Linked DNA regions of Gossypium hirsutum: region 1 is linked to region 2. A link is a contact called in public Hi-C data. All regions are on one chromosome and are shown on one strand. The core of a region is the stretch at or near the end of the contact, and the rest is flanking DNA. Distances in the headings are between cores, read along the strand shown.

What was found. Hi-C and Micro-C count contacts between places; a contact is called where the count stands out from the background.
Region 1: a Hi-C map of leaf shows a contact between it and region 2, with 2.3 times the contacts expected there. The contact joins the promoter of LOC107949465 here to the promoter of LOC107949458 in region 2. A contact is called at or near these places in 3 of 34 Hi-C or Micro-C datasets (callus and leaf).

Annotation. Positions count from the first base shown.
Region 1 is chrD01:33,026,118-33,029,955 of Gossypium_hirsutum_v2.1, reverse strand. It overlaps LOC107949465, which reads right to left and starts at 1,907. Exons shown (of 3, transcript XM_016884118.2): 1 at 931-1,907; 2 at 204-390. The coding sequence starts at 1,617. It also overlaps the pseudogene LOC121213578.
Region 2 is chrD01:32,765,943-32,769,767 of Gossypium_hirsutum_v2.1, reverse strand. It overlaps LOC107949458 (glucosamine 6-phosphate N-acetyltransferase), which reads left to right and starts at 1,691. Exons shown (of 2, transcript XM_016884110.2): 1 at 1,691-1,854; 2 at 1,959-2,525. The coding sequence starts at 1,976. The coding sequence ends at 2,449. LOC107949457 (iron-sulfur assembly protein IscA-like 2, mitochondrial) reads right to left here and starts at 1,617. Exons shown (of 4, transcript XM_016884109.2): 1 at 1,364-1,617; 2 at 551-678; 3 at 323-431. The coding sequence starts at 1,561.

The sequences.
Region 1 (3,838 bases), core at 658-3,157, 260 kb before region 2:
TCATGGATCCCACATGTACCATCATCATCATCAGAAGCTATATTCATTTGCATATGTAATCTACAACTTTTATATATACATGGCTAACAAGTCTGAGCAAATCCATGGATATAGACTAATAAGTAAAGTTAACTGATAAAGACTTCACAGAGCATAAGGGAATGGTACAAAATTTAATTGAAAGCAATTAAAAGAAAACGTACTTTGTACAAATGCATAGGTGGATTCAAGATCGAAACAATCGATCCCACTATCACCATCGTCGTCATCCGCATGTCTGTCATCATCCTCGAATGGACGGTCCAAAACAGAAACAGGGCTGCATTGTTCTTCTTCTTGTTCTTCAACTTGAAATCTTTTTAAGCTCTCTAATTCATAATTTTCCTTCTCCTGCTACAATTCAATAAATCAGCCATTGATTAAGAAATGCTCATATTCAAATAACAGTTATAATCATGGTATCAGCTGAAACTTCCATAATTGTGTTCATATAAGATTTGCAAGGTAGAAACATAATCAAAGGTACAATTAAACAAAATGAAAGGACTAAATGGCATATATAACACTTAATACCAGTCAAATCAACCAGAAACCAGCAGGCATATATGGCAATTCAGATTAAATTTCAGCCGTCTAAATATGGTTTTAATCCCTCAAGTATGCTAAAGTTTGAGATTTAATCCTTCTACTTTAATTTTAGCATAGTAGAAGACTAAAACGACAATTAGACCCCAAAAATGTGCAGCAGAGTGATTCAATTTGCCGACAGTTCAAGCAAGTCAAAGAACTCAGTCACCTGAGTCACGAGTTTACTCCCCCCGCCCCCCCCCCCCAAAAAAAAAAACAAAATGAAGAAGCTTTAACCAGATCAGAGTTGCAGTTTTAATTAACCAATTGATTATAAGTAATCATTCAATTAAAGGCACTGACCTTTCTTTCATGGAGACTGGGAGATGTAGCCGAGAAAGAAGGGCTAGTTTGAAGCACAAAACGTAAAGGGCTTTGAGAAAAGTGCTTATCAAAAGAAGCAAAAGCTGAGTTATTTCCTACAACTTCATTGGAAATGAAAACCTCTTCAAAATCCCCCGATGGACTAGAGCTACATGAAGTATCCATGTCCATTTCTTCATTGCTTTGGGACCAAACATCACTGGTAGGCCTATCAGTGTAAGAACTTGAACCACACTTGTCTTCACTCATTACATTGTTTTTCCTCACAGTTGAATCCCACCTCAAAATGTCCTTCACTGAAACTTTTGATCCTTTAGTAGCTGTTTCAGGCTTTGGGTTTTTGGTACGATGAGTTAGCCTCTTTAGAATGGAACCAAATAACCCAAAAGCAGTGCCATTGGTGTTTTTGGTGTTGGGGGTTATAGGTTGAAACAAAGGAGATTTGTTCAAGTCTGGTGAGTCATGGAAAGAGAAAAGGCAAGCTTTTTTGCAGAAATTTAAAGGAAAGTTGGAGTTTTGAGAGATGGGTTTTGGTTTATGGAGTTGAAGATGAGTTTTAGGTGGTGATTTCTTGAGTTGACAACGCCTATCAGCAATGTAATTCTTCAAAAGGAATGGCTCTTGATCCTCTTGAAGTAACTCGTGCAAATGCTTCCGAGCCATCATTCAAAAGATATATTTGAATTTCCCTTTCACTTTTGACAATGTAATTAGAAAAATCTCGACAAGCTTTGAGCTTCAGCACAGTGAAAGAGTTGAAGAGAATTCAACTGTAAACCAGAAAAAAATCAACGCAGCAAAAGATAAGATTTTGATGAAGAAGACGAAGGAGTTGGCCTATAAATGAATAAATAGGGAGAAAAACTCAGAAAGGAAAGAATGAGGAGAGTTCCCTTCTCTGATTCAAATCTTGAAGGTTCACAATATCGAGGTGAAGATAGTGATAAAAAGAAACTTATTATAAAATAATAATACAGAAAGGATTTTACATTTTACCCAAACAACAACCAATAAATAAAGGGGTTTAATTTTGAATTCAGTCCTTGTACACTTTACATTTTTATAATTTAGCCTCTATTTTTAATTCTTAATATTATTAATTGATTTTGTACCATTTGAATATGCTCTACTTTTTAAATTATACCTTTAAATATTAAAATTCAACTTTAATGTTCAAATGAAAAGAAAACTATAATAAAATGGGTAACGTACAGAGATTATGGGCATAAAAGAAAATTAAAGAAAGAGAGAGTAAAATCAAAAAAGAAAGCAAATTTATATATATACTATATATAAAAAAAATGCTTTGTCTTGTCTTAAAGGAGATTATAAAAACAGCCATAATATCGTTTTTAAAAAATAATTACGGATTTAAATTGATTTTTTTTATATTTAGGAAACAAGTCGATTTTAAAGAGATAAATTAAAAACGCATCCAGCACGAAGCACTTTTTGTGTCTGAAAAAGTATTCTACGAAATGTGTTTTCTTTAATGACTTAACATGTCAGTTTTTTTTGTTAGATTGCTAAATGTTATTTGTTTTATCCTTAAGCCTCGAGTTTGGTTCCTCTCCTATTCACATTTGTATTCTTAATTTCACGTTATTTTAATTTTTTTTAAAAAATTAAATAAAAGAGTTATTAATTAAAAAGATGAATTAAAAAATTTGAAAATATATTTATTAATTATTAATTAATTTTAAAAAAAAAATTAAATCAACATGAAAATAAGAATACAAATGTGAGTAGAGTAGAAGAGAAATCAAACCTGAGACTCAAAGGCAAAACTACCAACATTTAATCATCTAATTAAAGGAGTTGTTATGTTAAGTTATTAAAAAATATATGTTTTGTAGAACACGTTTTTTGGATCTCTCTATAAAATTGACTTATTTTCTTAAATATTGGAAAAACGGATCCTGTTCCTCTTGTTATCTTCCAAAATGGACAAATTTACTCATAAAAACAATCTCCTATGTATTTGTCACATTGTGTTTTTCTAGAGCGATGAGTATGCATTTCATGAACAAATAATAAAAGACAACCCATTATAAAAAGAAAAATTGTAAATAATTGTCACTAAAACTTCATTTATTTTAATAAGAATGATATCGATGAAGAGTCGTGCATGTAAAGACTTCCTTAACTATTATTTTAAGCTTTTATTATTATTATTATTATTGTTTGTTGATTTCAGTACTAATTTTCATTTCATTAAAAAAACTCAATATTTAATTTTTTAAAAATGAGTTTGATAATTATAATAAAATTTATTTAATTCAAAATTTTAAAAAATATTGAATAAAATAAATATTGATTACTTATCATTTAATGTAGAACATATTAAGTCGATTTTATTTATTAAAATATTAAAATAAATTATTCTTTTTTTAAATAAGATATTCAAATTATCATATGTATCTTTTATCCAAAATTATTTAAAATAATATAAAATGTTTACTTTTTTCAAATAACATAATTATATGCTGCACTTATATTTATTAATTTACCAAACTATTTTTTAACATAAATTCATCACTTTTAAAATTAGCAATAAAAATTTAATATTTTATTTTTCAGTAATTAAAATTTTAATTTACCAAACCTACCCTTAATTAAAAAAAAACCCAAACACTAAGAAAAAAGCTGGTGACAAGAAAGTATTAATGTTTATGCATTCATCATGTAGTGTTAAGAAATAAAATATAACTCATCATTGTAATTTTTTAAAATATAAATATTTCAACTTTATCTTAATTATTAAAACTAATATTTGTCCATTGAAAGATAAGAGAAAGCAGTTTTCTTCTCTTTTTAATAAAACAGTTTTTTTGTTTTAATAAAAACAAACAAACAAGATTTTATAAAGGGTAAAGTTTACTAAAAT
Region 2 (3,825 bases), core at 442-2,941:
GAGGAAAATTTGTCCACTGTTTTATGGCTAGTCCTAGAGCTAACATAAATAGAATTCGGGACAATACAAAGAATAGATTTAGTGGTGCCTAAACAACATCTACTGCATTGAAATTTAACATTTAACATTTCTAATGCAACCAGAAATGAAGAATATTTGCATCATATTGGAGTTCACAGCGGTTAATGCTAGCGGCATATCAACAGTCTATTTAGAAAATTATCATGGTTAATCACTAAGCTAGAGGGAAACTACTTGTCTTCTAGGATTTAAGACAACATCATCGATAAATTTATGCACAGAACAAGACAACACGGCTTACCACGAATGCAGAACGAATTAACTCCTCGACATAATCGATGGTTGCTCCTTTTACAAAATCATAGGAAATATCATCAACTACCAACTTTACCCCTTCCCTCACAAAAACTCTGCAAATAGAATATGATACAACGGGAAAATAAAAATGGTTAAAGCGGTAGGAAGAGAGAGAGAAATTAAGCATACTTTTCGTAAAACCAAAACGAAAAACAAAAGGAAACAAAGAAACCTGTCATCTGGGTTTGTTTTGTCATCCAAATCAAACACGTATTGAAACCCCGAACATCCTCCGGTTTCTACACTCAATCGAAGCATCTGATCAGATGATTGCTCACTTGCTTGCAATTCTTTTATTCTCTGCAAGCCATGCTTAATGTCAGTGAGAGAAAAAAAACAACTGTGGATTTTCTAAGAAGTTGGCAAGGATATTTGCCACCAACCACTGAAGAAAAAAACCTGCAAGGGTTTTCATACAAATTTCAATGTAGTGGAAAACAAGGTATTGGCCTATTGGGTCTATAATGTCTCCTAAATTAAGCAATTTTAACAAGTTGAAAGTTTATTTTTTTGAATAAACAAGTTAAAAGTTAGAACCTTGCAAAAAAGGGTAAGAAAATACTGATAGAACAAAAATTACATAACTTTACATGAAAGGGGAAAAAATTGGGGCTGTGAGAGATGCCAGAAAGTGAAATATGAATAAGAAAGAAATTGAATGAATGTTTCCATTTGATTGTAATCCTTATTCTCTCATAAGCTACATATTACACAAAAAGAAATTAAGAGAATTGAAAAGGTTCAATCTTTTCCTGCTCTTTCACAGCATCCAAACGGACCTGTAGTCCCCAGTTAAATTACAAAACACACCCAAAAAAACAAACTTGATATGAGAAACCCAACAAAGCAATATACTAGACAAAATAAAGCAAATTCCATATACAACAGAGAGTGGTAAAATAATACAAACGAAATCACAGAAGAACGATTCAGAAGAAAACATCAATCCCATACAGCAAAAGGGGAAAAGAAATCTAAATTTTACCTTTATGCAGTTATCAGTCATGTGAACTGCATCGAGGGAAGGAGATGGAGATTCAGAAGAAGCCTCATGAAGAGCTGAAGAAGATGAAGAAAAAGAAGAGCTTAGAAGCTTATGGTTTTGCTTGATTCGAGCTATGAAAAATGGAGAAATGCGTTGAATCAATGATCTCGACATGGGAATTGGATTTAAAGCATTCATATAATGCTTTTCATGGCTCAAAGCTTCGATTTTTTTTCTTCCTTTTTTCAATGTAAATTTCTAGGTGTTTGGCAGATGAGGAAAAACTGGGGATTGTGACAAGCACAATCTAAAACACCAACCAAACTCACGTGTCGTGTTTTCTTTCTTACAAGCTTAAAAAAGGGTCCAATTACAATTAATGAAAACTTAGGGGATTAAAATGAAATTATAAAAAATCACAATACTCCTATAAAAGCATCCTCCTTAAATTAACTATCCCTAGGCCAGAAATTGATCGAACACTACAACAGGTCAGAATTGTTATAACTCTATGTTCCTTTTTTTCCTTTTTTTCTGTTCATATTGAATGTTTTGTTCAATTAAAAGATACCCTTTTTCTTTTTGCCATGTACAGAATCAGAAAAAAAGGAAATGGAGAACTCTAATTCATCAATAGAAGGAAATAATTTGAGGGTTCGAAAGCTGGAACTTTCAGATAAAAGCAAAGGGTTTTTAGAGCTATTACGACAATTAACTGTTTGTGATTCAGTTTCTGATAAAGAATTCGAAGATAGGTTTAAGGAAATCAGCATGTATGGCGATGATCATGTTATTTGTGTGATCGAAGATGAAATTTCAGGTAAGATTATAGCTTCAGGGAGTGTGTTTATTGAGAAGAAGTTCATAAGGAAGTGTGGTAAAGTGGGCCACATCGAGGACGTGGTGGTCGATGCCGGTTCCAGAGGGATGCAATTGGGGAAGAAAATCGTGGGGTTTCTGGCGGATCACGCTCGTTCCATGGGGTGTTATAAGGTTATTTTGGATTGCAGTGATGGAAACAAAGTGTTTTATGAGAAATGCGGGTTTAAGAAGAAGGAGATTCAGATGGTTAAGTATTTTGTTTGAATGTAAGTTTTTTTTTTCTTTACATACAATGCTTGTTTTGATGATGATATCAATGGCATTTTTCAGCTTATTTACAGCTTTTGGTGGATGAATTGTGTGCTTATGATGTATTATTGAACTGATCATAGCACATGTGATGGGATTCGACTCTTCATTGTTCTTGAAATACCGTGGTTGAGACACATTCCCACATGGGTATGTGCTCTAAGTAACATAGCATTTTAGTGTTAAATTTGAACTTTATGTTGGACCTTGTGGCTAGATTATTCATCAAACCATAAGCTAGATAACATCTTGTGGCTGAATTTTGTGAAACTGTTCATCTGGGTTTCAGCCTCACGGTAAGCTTCGAATGAGGCCTATTCTCTTTTTCCTGGCAAAGTAAATGGTGCATCTTTCATGAATGTGTGTCATGGTGTTTTAAGGAAGCTTCAGCTTTAGACCTTTAGTGATCCTTGCCTTAATATGGACGGGATTTGTATATTGAATCCTACTCTAGTTAAGGGCTAATTATGCATTTCATGTATACTCTTCTGCATAGGACAGCATTCCGTTCCGGAGAAACAATTTTCGGATTAGGCTTAAGAATTGATAACTGTTGTTTGTTGATAAGGTGCCTTGGCTTATATAGATGGATTTATATATCGAGTTGTAGTGTAATTAAGTGGAAATTATGTGTTTGGTGCTGTTGGTTAGGCTTAAGAAATGATAACTGTTGTTTGTTGATAGTGTTGCTTGCTTTAATATGGATGGATGGGACTATTGAATTGTAGTGTAATTAAGGGAAAATTATGCATGTATGTCTTTATTCATCAGCATAGGACCGACGATCCTTTGAAAACAATAGTCGGATTAGACTTAACAGATGATACTGTCGTTGTTGATACCGTTACTTGCCTGAATATGGATGGATTTGTATATTGAATTGTACTGTAATAGGGCAAATTTTGGTGTTCATTTCGTTTTTACCTTGTGCATTCCACAGACAACCCGATTATCAGATTAGGCTTAAGAAATGATATTGATATTTTTGTTTGTTGATATTCTTGCATTGATTTGTGATGAAATGTTATGAAATATATCTTCATTCATCCTTCCTGCATATATTTACTTGCAACCAAATGACCTGAATCTTATGCAATGGGACCGTAGCTGAAATTAATCTACCATGGGCAATGAACACTGCTAATATTATCTTTCAGCTCATTTCATTTGTTGCTGCAAAATCTGAGGTGTATTCTATGATTCCACCAACTTGGAGCTTAAACATAGTTTTGGAAAGATCTTATAGTGGATTTGGAACCTTAAGTTTTTCATGTTAGTGAAGGGTTAAGAAATACTGTTTTTCATGAACCCGAAAGAATCTCATATACAAA